Regions from separate parts of the Oryctolagus cuniculus genome. Here region 2 is linked to region 1. The links are chromatin contacts, called in public Hi-C maps. All regions are on one chromosome and are shown on one strand. Each heading gives the region's core, a stretch centred on a gene start, on an enhancer-like site or on the middle of the called end of the contact. The rest is flanking DNA. Distances are from core to core; before and after follow the strand shown. Region 1 overlaps XXYLT1 (xyloside xylosyltransferase 1). Region 2 holds the start of FAM43A (family with sequence similarity 43 member A).

Region 1 (7,649 bases), core at 5,098-7,597:
GGGTGGTGCACAGCACGGTGGGCTAACAGAGTGATTTGGGAAAGTGGCAGTCGGTAGGGGGGTGGGGGTGCGGGGCGGGGAGTGTTTATTTCTGTGCTGTAAATCAGTTAAGGAGATTATGTTAGTCTGGTGGTGCCCGTGCAGGTCTACACAGCTTTTGTAGACTGCAGGTCTACACAGCAGGTGGCTCGGCATCCTCTGATGCAGTCGCGCTTCCAGGTGCTCGCTGGGTTACAACGCCCAGGCTGGATGTTGATGGGATTGTTCCAAGCACCCTCCTTAGGGGCTGGCGGAGGCCTGGGCCGCTTGCCTGCCACGTGGGCCTGGCTCTGGGGAAAGGCAGGTTCCACCCTTGCCGTTCGTGGTGGAAGTCAGCCTGTCTGGAATGCTGTGTTCTACCCAGCCGGGAATGAGTCTGTGCTTCGTGCAGGGCACCGGGGATTCAGCTGTCCCCAGGGGTTCCCAGCTGGATGGAGGTCATTATCAACTCCACCCCTGAGAGGTGCTCTAAGCAGGCAGGCTGAGGAAGGACGAAGGACGCGGCCCCTCTGGGTTTCATGAAGAGAGGTTGTCAGGTTGCACCAGCTGGGAGGAAGGCACTGCAGTGACAGGGGCGTGTGCCCGGATGGGGCCCCAAGGGAGGGAGGCTCGGGTGCAGAGCGGCTGAGGGTGGGCAGGAGCAGAGGGCAAATCATGAGGAGTCTCAAGTGCTGGGCCGGGCAGCTGGAGTCGAACCCACAGACAGCGAGAAGCGTGGCGTCACCCTGACTGCAGACGCTGCCTTCCGGGAGCAGGGTCACCGCCCGCCCCCGCCCTCGTCCTTGCCAAACCACACCATCCTGCTGTTGTGGCAACACAATGAAGGGCTGGAACTCACTGTCGTCCCGCGCAGGTCTCACTGTCTGAGATGAGTAGAGGCCACCGGAGGTCCAGAGACGGGTGGGGACAGACCGCTGGTGGCCAGGTGCACGCGAGCTGCGGCGGTGCAGAGCCCCTCGCCGGCGGGATCTTAGGAGGTCACGCAGGAGCCCTGCCTTCTTCTGTAGATACTTCCTGTACCGTGTCTATGTGTCTTGTTTCCTAAGACAGGAAGAGTTGTCTCTTCCCTCTCCCACGTCAGCCCAGTGAGGATCAAGTCCCACGTATTGATCAAAACTACACTTAAAAATTAGCTTTTTCTTATGAACCTTTATACTGAACAAGACTTCAAATACAGCTGCTGCATTTGATTCTTCGTCTAACGGTTCCACCTTTGCTACCTGGCATGGGAGAGGGGCTTGGAGACCACTTGCTCTGCGTGATGGATTTCTCTTCTAGCTAACTTGACTGTCCAGGCTGACGGCGCAGCCCCAGGTGGCCTCGCTGGGCTGGACAGCGCTGTGATACACCTGCGTGGTGATGGACGCAGACCAACTATGTCCAGCTGTTTCCCAGACGTGAGTCCGTGTCCCTGTGCCCAGGTCTGCCTGATGTTTGGGAAGTGGAACAGGTGTATTTCTCACTCAGAGTTTGTTATTCCAGTCCCTTGGGAAGGCGGGGGTGGGGGTGGGGTGGGAGGACACAAACAGGCAGAGGTGGTTGTTTGAGAAGCTGCCTCTGTCCCTTTTGTCCCCAGTGCCCTCGGAACATTGCGCGTTAATTATACAGCATGTGGCCACCGCAGCTCTCCCTGTGGCATCCCTAGCTTTGGAAAACAGATCCGCTGTGATTGCAGAGCGGTCCGAGCCTGCTGTGGTGAGACACAGACAGGAAAGCAGCAACCCCCCCAGGCCCCAGGCAGCGTGTCCCGCTCTGCACTGACGGCCTCCTGCTCGCTCGGAGTCCACAGGCTGAGGGCCCTGGGAGAGCCTGGAGCAGGTGGCCTCTGGAATGCAGGCAGAGAACCAGGCTGCTGATCCCCCTGATTCTGTTGGGAGGTGCGAGAGCGTCAATGTCCAGAACCCAAAGAAAAGAAACTGCTCAAGTCTAGTGCACACGCTCAGTGGACGCAGCGGTCCCGGCAGGCCTTGCTGCTTCTCTGGGCCTAACACCTTCTGCTCTCTGCCAGGTTTTATTTATTTATTAAATGTTGTACAAGGGTGAGCATTTGGTGTAGAGGTTAAGATGCTGCTAGGGAAGCCTGCATTCCGTGCTGCACTGCCTGGGTTCATCTCAGATTCACTTCCCATTCTAGCTTCCTGCTTATGCGCATCCCGGGAGGCAGCAGGTGGATTCCCATGTGAGAGACCCAGATTGAGTTCCCAGCTCTCAGTGTTGGCCCAGCCCAGCCCCAGCTGCAGCAGGCATTTGGGGAGTAAAGTAGATGGGAGATCTCTCTCTCTCTCTGTCTCTCTCTCTCTCTCATTTTCTTTCTGCCTTTTCAAATTATGTTAGTAATAATTTAAAAATAAAAGTTGTGCATATCTATATCTCATAGCTGTGCCATTGTAACCACTTTTAAGGGTATAGGCAGTGGCACTGACTCCATCTACAACATTGTATAACCATTCCCACTGTTTCCAAAACAGTTACATCTCCCCAGGCAGAAACTGTGCACCTGTGGAGTGAGAACTCTCTGTGAATTTCCCTACTCAAGACTTTCACGTATGAAGAACCATATGACGTTCGTCTCCCGAGCCACTCTCTGCAGCCTCTGGGCCCTGGGGCACTTTGTTCCCCCTCCCTGGCCTGATCTTTCTCTGCAGCCTTCGGTTTGACGCTTGCTCCCTGCTCGGCCTGCTGCTCTGTCTGTAGGGGCATTTGTGTGAGGGTCTTCTTTCTCCACCACACCTGCAGCTGAATCAAGAGCGACTGTGCCATCTCAGAGCAGGTGCTCAGGGCTGTGTTCCACCCGAGGCAGTGTTCCCTGGGCACTCAGCACACCCTGAGAGGTCTGTACTGTGCAACGAGGCTTTGAAACCAGGCTTCCCCACCTCTGGGCTGGGCGGCTTTGACTAACTCCCTTAACCCCATAAGCCTCAGTTTTTTCTTCTGCAAAATGGGGATGAAGCAGCACCTGCCTCACAAGCTTAGGAGAGCAAATTCAAGTCTGGAAACACTCAGAACAGTGTGCACGTGTGCTGGCACTGGGGGCGTTTATTATGGCCAGTGTTGCAACCAACATCACAAAGTTTTTCTAAGGATTAAGTGAGATGATGCGCACAAATTTTTTTTTTTTTTTTTTTTTGACAGGCAGAGTGGACAGTGAGAGAGAGAGACAGACAGAAAGGTCTTCCTTTGCCGTTGGTTCACCCTCCAATGGCCGCCACGGCCGGCGCGCTGCGGCCGGCGCACCGCGCTGATCCGAAGGCAGGAGCCAGGTACTTATCCTGGTCTTCCATCGGGTGCAGGGCCCAAGCACTTGGGCCATCCTCCACTGCACTCCCTGGCCACAGCAGAGAGCTGGCCTGGAAGAGGGGCAACCAGGACAGAATCCGGAGCCCCGACCAGGACTAGAACCCGGTGTGCCGGCGCCACAAGGCGGAGGATTAGCCTAGTGAGCCGCGGTGCCGGCTCTCACAAATTGTTTTAAAAGTGGCTAAAATGTACTAAACATGTAGTAGATATCAGCTGCCTGTGTGTGTGTGTGTGTGTGTGTGTGTGTGTGTGTGATTATGTCAAAGCCAACTCAGCACTGAGAGAGGTTGCAGGCTCTGTCTCTGACTGGAAGTTGGCACTGGTCTGGTGCACAGCCCGGAGCTCTTCTTAGGTAAAAATCAGAAGCGCCTGACTTGAGGTGCTTTCCAATTCCACTGCCCAGCCCAGCACTGGCAGCTTTTTCTCCTCTTTAAATCTGGAACAAATCCTGGGAATTGGAATTCTGCTGACCCTGGGGAAAGATCCTCACGCTCCGCCTCCGTTCCCAAGGCTGAGCAGGCTTGACTGTCCGGGTGATACCTACCATCTCAGTGAAGGTTCTTGGGAAGGGGCCCCTCGACGGAAACCAAGCTCCAGAGAGCTTGTCTCTGTGCTCTGATCTTACTTGCCAGCAGACACAGCCCTGCTTATTGAGCAGCTATTAAATACCAGGGCACGGAGGCAAAGGGCTGGGGCTGCAGAATGAGCGTCTTCTTCAAAATGCATCCTCATTCGAGGAAAGGAAGAGTCAAGCTAGGTGGGAGGTTGGGCTGCAGTCTCCTGACCGCAGACGACGTGTGTGTGTGTGTGTGTGTGTGTGTGTGTGTGTGAAATGCGTGTTACAAGGACGTGTATATGCCTGTGTGTTACGAGTGCATGTTTGTACACTCATGTGCGTGTGGTGCATATGTGTACAGGGGGATGCAGTGGCCACAGAGCATGGTTCCCAGGGATCCTAGGTGAGTTTTCCCAACCACAGCCCTCCGAGCGCCGTGTCTACACTGCCGTCACTCACACGCTCTCTCCCTGGCCACACGTGTCCCTCTGCTGGACGGGGCTAGCACTGTGCCGAGGGGATCCCTCAGTCTGCTCTTGATGGTCCTGGGCTCAGCAGATACCCTGGAAGACTAGACTGAACCAGCTTCATTTTCTGATCGAGGTCAAAGGGGCTTGCTTGTGGCTGCGTTGGTGGGGAGGGAGGCCCAGGAGGAGACAGATACCACCAAGAGCTCACTGAAGAATGGATTGTCTGTCCGTCTAACTTCTCTCATCGTTGCTTTGGCTGTAGAAGCAACCCTGGCACCACTGAGCTGGCTTCCTCGAGCTCCTCACCTCTTGCTCTGGCAAGACCCTCTCTGAAGCTGCTTGAGTTGATGCAGGGCCAGGAAAAGGGGTGGGAAGGAAGAGTTTGAAGGGTTTCCTGAGTGGTCTTTCCCAGGCAGACCTGGGTAATACGGCTTCTAAAAGCACCCAGCTCGGGCCAGCATTTGGTGCGGTGTTTCAGACACGTCCCATCTCCCATCTGGGAGTTTTGGGGTTCAAGTCCCCTTCCTGCTTCCTATCCATTCCTGCTAGTGCACACCCTGAGAGGCAACGGTGATGGCTCAAGTACTTGGGTCCCTGTCACCCACCTAGGAAACCTGCATTGAGTTACTTTTTCCCAGCCCAGCCCCAGCTGTTATGGGCAATTGGGGATTGTGCCAGAGGATGGGAGATCTTTATCTGTCTGTCTTTGTCTCTCTGCCTTTCAAATAAATAAAATAAAATTTTAAAGTAATTTTTAAAAAACACTAGGCTTGTCTCCACTGAGCTGCTGAGCTGCCTTGAGAAGCAGACCCAGAGTGCACCTGTGCTGAAGGCACCGGCAGAGAGCAGGAGGCAGCAGGGAGGGGGCTGGGCCTGGGGCTCCCCACGCTGCCCTGTGCGGCTGCCCTGAGAGCTGTCAGGCTCCCTCGCTGGACAGAGTCCTCTGAGGAACTGCCCTGTGCGACCTGAACCCTGTATTTCCCCTGTGCCACACACAGGAGCAGTTAGAACTGGAGGCCAAGCCCTCCTCCCTGATGGCCTGGGTGCAGCTTCTGAGCTGGACTCCGCCCCTCTGGGGCAGGAGGGAGGCACGTGTGCACGGGCTGTCACACGTTCTTCCCTTTAACTCTCCGGCAATCTCCCAAGATGTTTCCCTCTCCACTCTTGCCTTGAGAAAACTGAAGCCAAAGGAGGAGAAACAGCGTTGGAGGCCCCCTGCATCCCGGGACATGCAGGCACCGCTGTGCCACGTGCGGCCCTCGGTGCTGGCTGAGCAGGTCCCAGGACTGGCTTCCACGCGCCCCCAGGCCCCTCTCTTTCCTGCACTTTCTCACTGCACAGAAGTGCAGCCCATGGACCGGCAGCGTCGCCATGCCTGGGAGTTTATCTGCACTGCGGAATCCTGATCTGTATGTGGCTGGATCCCGCACATGGATTTCAGAGGCGCAGTGGAGCTTGGGAAGGCTGCTGTCCACCCAGCAGCTCTTGTGCAGGGGAACCTGAGAGGGGAGTGGAGGCAGAGCGGGGCTCACTGTAGCCAAGAGGTGGTCCTGGAGACAGAGTGGGGCTTCCTCTGGACGGCTGGGGAAGGAGACCACGGCTGCTGGGAGGGGCACGAGTGTTGGCCAGCCCAGAGTGTCCAGCGAGCCTTTGCATCCGGGAAGCCCTTCTGAGAGGAGGGGTCATGAATGTGGGCTCCATAAAGGCATGTCCAGCTCTGTCCAAGGTGTGGGGAGACTCAGATGGCAGCACTGAGTTCAAGTTTGTGTCTGTTCAGAGTGAGAGGTCACGCGTGTGCGTGCAGGTGTCTGTAGCCTTAGATGAAGGGCCAGTGACTCCCAGGCTGTGCAGCAGGAAGCTGGAGAGGCCAGGGAGTATGCAGGGGGCAGACAGGCAGACAGGCAGGCAGGGCTGGCAGGTGACCAGGGCCTGCGCAGGGCCTGGCTTGGCTCTGTGGGCAGCTGGCTTCTTTGTCCTTGGCCTCCTTCCCAGGGTACATCCACAGCTGGGGCTCCTTCAAGCTCGACCCTGTGGCCAAGCTGTGGGGAATGGCTGAGGTTGGACACTCAGTGTCCTGTGGCTGCCCGGCCTTGCAGGAGGGCTCGCCACCTCTGCCTTCAGGGGTGCTGGGGTCCATGGGTCTGGGTGCCGGCTGGGTGAAGACAGGCTCCTGATGAGTGCAGATGTGGCTCGGGCCAGGGGCAGCCAGGGCCCCCATGGAGAAACCCACAGAAGGAAGGCCCCTGGCAGCAGCGTCCAACAGAACGGCCGCTGTCTTGGGAGGATTCTATTGGCTCCCCCAGGTAGGAGCCTGAGCAGGATCTAATTTGAATGCCAACCTTGCTCTGGTTTTCAGGCCGCCCCCTTCACATTCACTCACAGCCCAGCCAGCTGTTCTGGGGGAGCCCTGAGCTCCCCTTCCACGGGCTGGGCCTGCTCCACGTGGCTCTGGGCACCCCTGCGAGACGCCTGAGCAGTCTTCCAGGCAGAGGGACCAGGAGGGTGGTTGAGTGTCCCCGGTAGTGTCCCCGGCATAGCAGGTTTGGGAGACTCACCGGAAGGCCTGGAGAAGACTCTAGCACAACAGGTGCACAGAGGAGCCCGGGATACGGCTCCAGTTTCAAGGGGAAAATTGAGGACTGGCACAGCGGGGGAGGGGGCAGGGGATGAGCCCTGGGGCCCTATGTGGCCACGGGGAGCAGGGGAGAGGCAGGTTTGCTGTGAGTCTTCTGTGAGGAAAGCAGTGTGTCAGCGGGCCTAGCTCGGCCCTGTGGACTGGGGATCGTGCACGGTGCTGCCGTGGAGACTGTTCCGGTGATGGGAGGCCCAGTGGTAGGAATCGAAGAGCCACGCCACACCTAAGCTGGCAAAGCCAGGGAGAATGCGCTCCCGTGGTCCAGCTGGGAGACTGAGGCCCAGAATCACAGTGTGGCCTGGCCATGCCCCAGTGCACGTCTGTGATCATTGCACTAGTGGTGGCCATCTGCCCCATGTCTGCAGTGCTGGAGACAGAAACCTGGACTTGCAGTCCCTTCTCCTGCGGTCTCCCCTGTGCCTGCCATCCTCAGGCCCAGTCACACAACTGCCAAGTGTCCCCTGAGTCCCCCAACCCTTCCTTCCTGGGCCACGGCCGCCACACCCTCCCGATCTCGGTGCCTCCAAGCCAGTGCCCACCCCTGCCAGAGTGGCCGTCTTCATGCACAGGCCGCCTTGCTTCCAGCCCCTGGTTGCTGTCAGCATCAAGGTCTATGCCCCTGCCCTTCCTCCCTGGACCTACTCTGGTCCCT
Region 2 (7,421 bases), core at 1,954-4,453, 300 kb after region 1:
GCACCACTCCCATTAATTAGAAGGACAACCTCTCCCCCTCCCTTCTCCTCTGGTCCCAGTGAATTCCAGACTCTGCAGGATCTCTGGGCCTAGCTGCTGCAGGTTGTTTATGAAGAAAACAAAGCGGCCTCAGAACACCAGCAAAGGCCAAAGGCCGCGAGGGAGATCCATTTCGGCAACACAGGAAAAGAGGCCCGAGGGGGCAAAAGGAAAAAAGACTTTGCAGAAGGCACAGTTTTTGTAGCCTCTCATTACAACTTGCAGCTGATCGGGTGTAGCCCAACCAGAGACATCTGTTTGGAGTTTACAACAGAAACAAACAGGCAGAATGCAGGAAAACTCCAAAATACACACACCCAGCCCAAGCTCCACCAGCTCCCTCCGCCCTGACCTCCACACCGTTCCCCAGCAGGCCAGCCTGGGCTGCGGAGGGGACCCGGCTCTGCAACCTGCCCAGCTGCCCGCCCACCCCACCTGCACTGCCTCATGCACACTAAGGCTTTGCACTCTGTGGGGGCTTTCCTTAGGTCTCTAGTTCATCCTTAAAGCTCCTTGGGCTGTTTGGAAAGGAAAGGACTGTGTCTTCGCGTCCTCGGATTTGATCAGTGGAACCCACAGAAGGAGGTGGGAAAACACTCAATGACTTCCAAAGTCACAGGCCTCACAGGCCAAGATGGAAAACAGTACTCACCCCGGCCCCTCCAAAGGTTAACTCTGAACAACAGAAGTCCACACTCACGTGTAGCTTAATAAATGAAGAATAAACGGATGCCCTGGAGAAGACTGGCCCCCATACACAGGCCCCAGGCCCAGTCTGACCCCAGAAAGAAGGGTCCCTTCTCAAATCCTCTCCCAACACACACACACACACACACACACAGCCCCTTCCACGCCCACACCAGGCACCTGCAGCAGCACTTCGGACGCTTACCTGTTCTGTCCAATTTTCCTCTTTATTCTCTCCCCACTGGCAGGCAAACAGAACCAGAACAGTGCCACTCTTAAAAAATAACAAATTGCTTTATCCACATTTCTGTATATACAACCGCACAACATGTTACATGTTTCTTTTGCACAGCAAAAGGTATAAAACATCCAGCTCTGAGAACACAGTTAGGTACAAAAAAAAAGTCAAAAATACTTCACAACAGTGCAAAAATATTTTACACAGCGTCACGGAGTGAGATCTTCTGAACAGGAGGAAGGTGCGTGTGTTTCTAAAGGAGAGCTCCTTTTTTTAAGATATTAGATGTCTTTAACTGTAAACAACTTGCAGCTTGCTTTCACTCCCCCCCCCCCCAAATAAAACAGTTATTTGAGGAATTTGGCAGGTTTTCAAGGGTCTCAGTCTGAGGTAAACAGCACAAGCTCTGGAACCAAAGAGAACTGGAGGTGCAGAGGCCTCCCCAAAGGCTCAAACGTTTTTAATGACACGGCAATGACAGCGCAAGGCCCTCCCCTCAGGGGGGTCGGGAAGGAAGTTAACCCCTCCTCGTCCGGCCCAGCTGTCCGCAAACAGGAAGCCAGGGCCAGGCACCTCGCGCCCCTACAGCCCCGGGGGCCCCCTTACCCCCATCTCTCCGTTGTGGGATTTCCAGGGGTCACACAGCACCCCCACTAACCCTTGCGCAACCCGAGCCGCCTCCAACAGAGCGAAGTACTGGGGCGTAGCGGACGGGTTGAGGGTGGCTGCCGGAGAGAACTCAGAAGTGCCCCATTTCCCTGTCCCGGGACGAGGGACCAGGGACGGGGACGAGGTCGGAACCGCGGTTAGGGAGCCCCCGTGGGCGCGGCTCTCAGCCCGAGCGCGGCTCCTCGAGGCTGGCGCTGCCGGTGCTGCCGGACGGGTCCCCGGCGGGGACGGAGGCGGCGTCCGGGCCCCCGCCCTCGATGGAGCTCTCGCTGCCGGTGCTCTCGCCCGACAGCAGGCGCGTCACCCGCAAGTCGGCCTGCAGGGTGCGCACGTCGTTGCCGAAGCTGAGCTCGCCCAGGTCGCTAATAAGCTGCGACAGCTCGGCCTTCACGTCCGAGTCGCTGCCCAACAGCAGGGGCGGCGGCCCGGCGCCGGGGCCCACCGAGACCCCGCCGCCCCCCGGCGCCTCCTCGCGGTCGTTCTCCAGCGTGTCCAGCAAGTCCCCGCATTCCAAGTGCATGGCCACCACCAGCGCCCCTTGCGTCTCGGCCTCCCCCTCCTCCTCCTCCTCTTCCAAGCAGGCCTCGGGCTGCTCCTCCTCCCCTTCCTCCTGCAGCTCCTGCTCCTGCTGCTCGCCGAGCAGGTCCTCGGTGATGGAGCCGAGCTTGGGCGCGCTGCGGCTGCGCTCCACCGGCGGCTTGTAGCAGCAGGGTCCGTGCAGGAGCAGCTTGCGCAGCGGCACTAGCGGGATGGTGTGCGCGCCCACCAGCTCCTGCTGCTGGTGGCGCGCGTCGTCCCGCCGTTTGAGGCGTTTAAATTCCGCCAGAGCGTTGGCCGACGTCTGGTAGAGCAGCAGGGCCATGGCTTGCGCCTTCTCAGGCTTGGACACCAGCACGGCGTGGCAGCGCAACATGACTGCCTTGTGCTTTAGCTCGTGCCGGTACACCCAGGCGAAGACCTTGGGTAGTCGCGCGTCCGCCACGCAGTAGGTGACGCGGTGCAGCAGGTAGAGGTGGCCCGGGCGGCGCAGCGCGCGCTCTTCGGCGTGCACCATGCGGATCCCCTGCGCACTCACGGTCAGCTTCATCTTGGTGCCCTGACGGCCCGCCTCGCTTTTGCTCCAGATCTTGCCCACAGCTAAGTCGGTGCAGCCGTCGCCGCGCGCCTGGATGGTGGTGGCATTGCCCAGGTAGAGCACGGTGTAGGTGGGGTCCTCGCTGGTGATGTGCAGCTTCTTGCGCTTGGAGCGGAACATGCTGCCCACCCGGCTGAGCGCGCCTTCGGGGCACGCCCGCGCGAGCGAGCTGAGCGCCGAGTAGTGCAGGCTCACGGCGTAGCCCTTGGGCTTGGACGCCTGCCGCGGCGGCGCCTCGGCCAGCAGCTCGAACTTGTGCTTCTTCCACGGCAGCATCTCCGGAGGGCGCCCCGGCGCTGCTGGGCGGCGGCGGCGGAGCGCCGGGTGCGGGCCCCGCTGAGCCACCAGCCCCGGCCGGGCTCGGCCCGGGCAAGACCGAAAAATAAAACTCTGGGAGTAGGGAGTTGGAGAGGGGAGGGGACGAGAGGACAAATAGTGCTAGGGAACCCCGCGGGGGGTAGAGGAGGGAATATTGTTCCGAGTGTGCAAAAATAAAGGGGGAACGGGGGCGCGCGCGCACCGAATTAACCCAGCCTGGGAAAAGGAGGACCGCGGAGTCTCAGGCAGGCAACAAAAAGAGAAAGAGGATACGAGCGGAGCGGAAAATGTCTGAGAAACAAGCTAGATGCGCGCGAGCAAATATACGGAGGGTGCCCCCGGCCAAAGCGCCCGGGATGGTGCGAGGCTGTACGCGCACTCCTCCGCAAACGTAAAAAGGCACCCCCTGCCCCCAGCCCCGGGGACTGGGGCCAGAAGCCGCCGAAACTCTCCCGTGAGAGTGCCAGGGGCCAGTGCTCCCCACCCCCACGGGGCGCCGGCCACCGAGCGCCCCCGGCGGGGCTGGTCCCAGGTCAGCGGCGTGCCCGGAGAGCGGTCGGGCGGTGGGTCCGGCTGGCGGCGGGGGCCCAGCGCAGCAGTCCTGCTGGGGCTCACCGCATCCTTGCTCCGGCCGCTCACTGTCCGGGCTGGCTCGGCCGGGGCAGCGCTGGGCTCCGAGGGCGGGGCGCGCGCATGGCCGGCTCCGGGGCCCGCCGCTACCTCATTCCTTCCCTCACCGGCTGTCCTCGGTCGGCTGCTCGCCTCTGCAGCTCGCCCTCTCCGGTGCCGCGAGCCGTAGCTGGCTCGCCCGCCTCACATCCTTGCCGTCCGGGAGGAAGATCTCGGGTAAATATAGGCCGGCACGAACCATTCGCCGCGCGGGGACAGGGGAGGAGCAGGCCAGAGGAGAGGATCCGTTTCGGACTCCGACGCCCGACGGATTCCTGGTCTCTTAAAGGGACCCGGTTGCGCCATTGGCCAAGGGAGGGGGGAGACCGGTCCAATCCCGCGATTACATTCCAAATTAACCAGCCTCTCTTTTAAGTATGGAAAGCACCGAGACTTGGCTGTACCCAACTGCAAAGGGAACTGGAACTCTGGCACTCCACCCCCAGGCTGAATTGCAACTCACGGAATAAATGTAGGACTAGATCGAAACTTCTGGGGGAGGTAGTGGAGGATGAGGTTGTACGGTCTAATTTCCGGTGCGAAAAGGTTGGGGAAATAGTGTTTTCCTCCTTGTATGACAGCTCTCTGAGAATCGCTGGGTGCTGTTTAGTATTACTGTTTTCAGAATTTCATTCTATTACAAGGGAAGGGGACAAAGACACTCACTTCCCACTATCTTGAAGCTTGGAATCCATAGGGAGACAGCAAAAAGCCACGGTGAATGCCAAGGTGTCTGCAGTGAACTGTATGGGGATAACATACACTCAATAGATGCTTCCAGCTCCTGACCCCAGCCTGACAGGCCTCAGTGGAGAGCAGTTTTCTGAGAGGCATACAATGTCTTAGTAATACTTGTGTGTGGTTGTCCAGTTTACTTTGGCAGGCCAGTCATTCAGTTTTATTATGTCATTGACACATTTTGGATGTGAATTCCTAATAAAACTTCAAATGACAGTGCTTTATTTGGGTGTCATATAATGCCTGACCCCCCTCCGAGGGGAGTCACAATGGCATTAATCATGCTTTTTTTGTTTTGTTTTTTTCCTGTGCCAAGTGGACAATGTTTTAATCATCTGGCTTGACCCTTGGTCAGGAACTCATTGCTGAGCCCTTGAAATCACCTGCTTGCCTCTCCAGTCTGTGCTGCTGAGAGCAGAAAGACTGGGAGCTGGACTATGTGAGCCACGGTGGGACCACGCTGCAGGAGACTCCCGGCTGGTCCTTCCCATCGCCCGTCCACTGAGGGTTTTGAATGTGTCTGGGCTTCCATTCCAGATCCTCATTTCAGAGCCATGGCGGTTACTCCTGGCCACTTTTAACCTTCCTTTGAACTCTAAAGCAATTTTTCTCGGGGTCATAGGTGCTGAGTTTCAATTTAACTAACTTTTCTGAGTACCTTTTGGCGCTAGTAACAGACGCAACCCCTGGCTCCAAGAAGCGCCCAGTCCAGTGAAGGATGTAAACTCCACCCAACTCTGGGCTTTGTCTGGAATGCTGGACTCCAGGTCCCCAGTGTGGGGTACAAATAAGCACCCAGTAAATGCTGAATTGACGAATGAGAGGTGTGTGTGAAAAGAAGACAGGGTGAGCCAAGTGCTGTGAGAAAGACACAAATACCATGAGAAGCTGGAAGAAGAAAAGGTTCATTAAAAATCAGAACAGCCTTCATGGAGGTGGTGATGTTGTAGGGGAAAACAAGATTTTTCCAAACAGGAAAGGACTGAAGGCTTTCCAGGTAGAGAGGACAGCAAAATGACAGAAGCATGAAAATGCATTCCCACATACAGATTACGATGGGACTGAATGACTGTAACAATGAAAGGAGAAAGTTTCCTGATCTTGCTCTTAGGACCTCTGCAGGTCCATTTTCAGTTGCTATAACAAAATATCTGAGGTCAGGTGTCGCTCCCCCTCTTCGTGGAGGAGCAACACAGGACCCTGCGCTGTTCTTTTGTCTGCTCGGCCCTCCCCGGGTTTGCTGCTGGTTCTTCCCGGGTTGGCTACTGTCCCTTCCACCTCCGTGGAAGGGCGGTTCCCCCTGGCCACATTCCCCACTTCCGCAGGGGAGCGGCACACCGCTGGCCGGCTCTTCTCGGGGGCTGCACAGGTGTTCCCCTTAGATGTTCCCCATAGATGTTCCTGGTGCATGCCGTCTCTCTCCTCCTTTATAGTCCTCCTCCGCCAATCCCAACTCGGCTGCCCATACGCCGAGCACGCTGCTCTCCAATCAGGAGCCAGTCCTACAGTTTATTGGTTGAACTGGAGGCAGCTGTGCGGAAGCTGTTTACTTCTCTCCCAGCGCCATATTGTGGGGGAGCAGATGCATAGAATAAGTCTTAATTCCAGTAACTCAGTCTAGTCCGGTTTGCTCCCCACAGTCAGGTAACGTATAAAAACGGAGTTTGTCTTCAGCCTGTATTTGGGGGAGGCTGGAAATCCAAGATCGGGTGGCTCCACCTATTCAGGGTCTGGTGCAGGCTTCTTTGGGGATGGCATCACAGTGCTGGGACTGTGTGTGGCAAGGATGACTCGGGGAGACAGGAAACCAAGGGATCCAGGGGTCAGGCTCACCTTTTCCCCACCCGTTCTTGTGGGCAGAACTACATCAATCCCTTGTGGGGGCAGAGCGCCCATGACCTAATTACCTTGCACTAGGCCCCGCCTCTTCAAGGTTCTGCCACACTGTGAACCTTTGGGCAGCTCTCAGATCATATCCAGACCACAGCAGGGCCCTCCTAGTCTGCCTTTTCACTGCAGACTGGCCTTCTGGGGTCCTTCGAGTAGAGCCGTACGCCCTCCTCTCCTGCTTCATGGAAGGGTGTCAGACACCCTGTGACAAGAGCTGCTTAGGACTTTAATACGCCATGGGAGCCGACGGGAATTCTCTTCTGCTCACATTTCTGAAACAGCTTGCAGTGGCAATGAAGTAGACCCCATGTGCTCCAAAGGCTGAAAATGCTGATGAAAACTACCGAATTCACCTGTGCTAACTGGCTTTTACCGGTCCATGATCTCAAAGTCTAAACCCTACAGAAGCAAACATCGTGCTCAAGGAGTTAACCATTTCTAAGTGGCTCAGAGGTACAAGGGTCAAAAGGGTTGGAAAGGAGGAAGAGGGAGCGATGGTGGGAACAGAGTGAGGCCTGCTCTCAGCCTCTGCAGGAGGCACCACCTTGCACCTCATGCATGGCAGAGCAACCAGGGCACCAGGGTGGTGGGAAGGAGTCCACTGGCCAGCCTGTCTCTGACGCACATGTCCTCAGAGCTGCTCCTGCTACCCAGTCCCTGTCATGTCTTGACTGCCTTCTTAGCAAGCTTGTTTTCAACTTCAGGACAGCAGAGATTCTGGGCAAATTGGGCCCTCTGGTGTGCGAGTCCTGCTCGGCGACCCAGGAGGAGAACCCACAGTCTCCCAGCGGCCTGCACCAGCCTCTGGGCCCACTTTACCTTATGGGGAGAAATCGGCCACCCCCACTGCGAGCACACACGTCGCAACTGAAACTGCCTGGTGCCAGCTGGGAAAGCTGGCCTCGCCCTTTATGAGCCCACAGCACAGACCCAGGACAGAACATCTGCAGAGTGGGGCTCGGAAATGTCTGCACTTTTTAAGGACACTGCCCCATCTACTGGTAGCCAGCAGAAGTGCCACTTGGTGGGATGGTTTCT

What was found. Hi-C and Micro-C count contacts between places; a contact is called where the count stands out from the background.
Region 2: a contact with region 1 is called in a Hi-C map of skin fibroblasts, with 2.4 times the contacts expected there. The contact joins the promoter of FAM43A here to the enhancer-like site in region 1. A contact is called at or near these places in 5 of 6 Hi-C or Micro-C datasets (ear pinna, liver, psoas muscle and 2 more).

Annotation. Positions count from the first base shown.
Region 1 is chr4:84,436,899-84,444,547 of mOryCun1.1, forward strand. The region is part of intron 3 of XXYLT1 (xyloside xylosyltransferase 1); the gene reads left to right. Among named protein-coding and RNA genes, the nearest start is that of XXYLT1, 120 kb to the left of the region's middle. Within about 2 kb of position 6,348, at least 1 of the 8 cell types and tissues checked has an H3K27ac peak or open chromatin away from gene starts, as enhancers often do.
Region 2 is chr4:84,743,939-84,751,359 of mOryCun1.1, forward strand. FAM43A (family with sequence similarity 43 member A) reads right to left here and starts at 3,204. Exons shown (of 1, transcript XM_008266697.4): 1 at 1,002-3,204. The coding sequence starts at 3,044. The coding sequence ends at 1,797.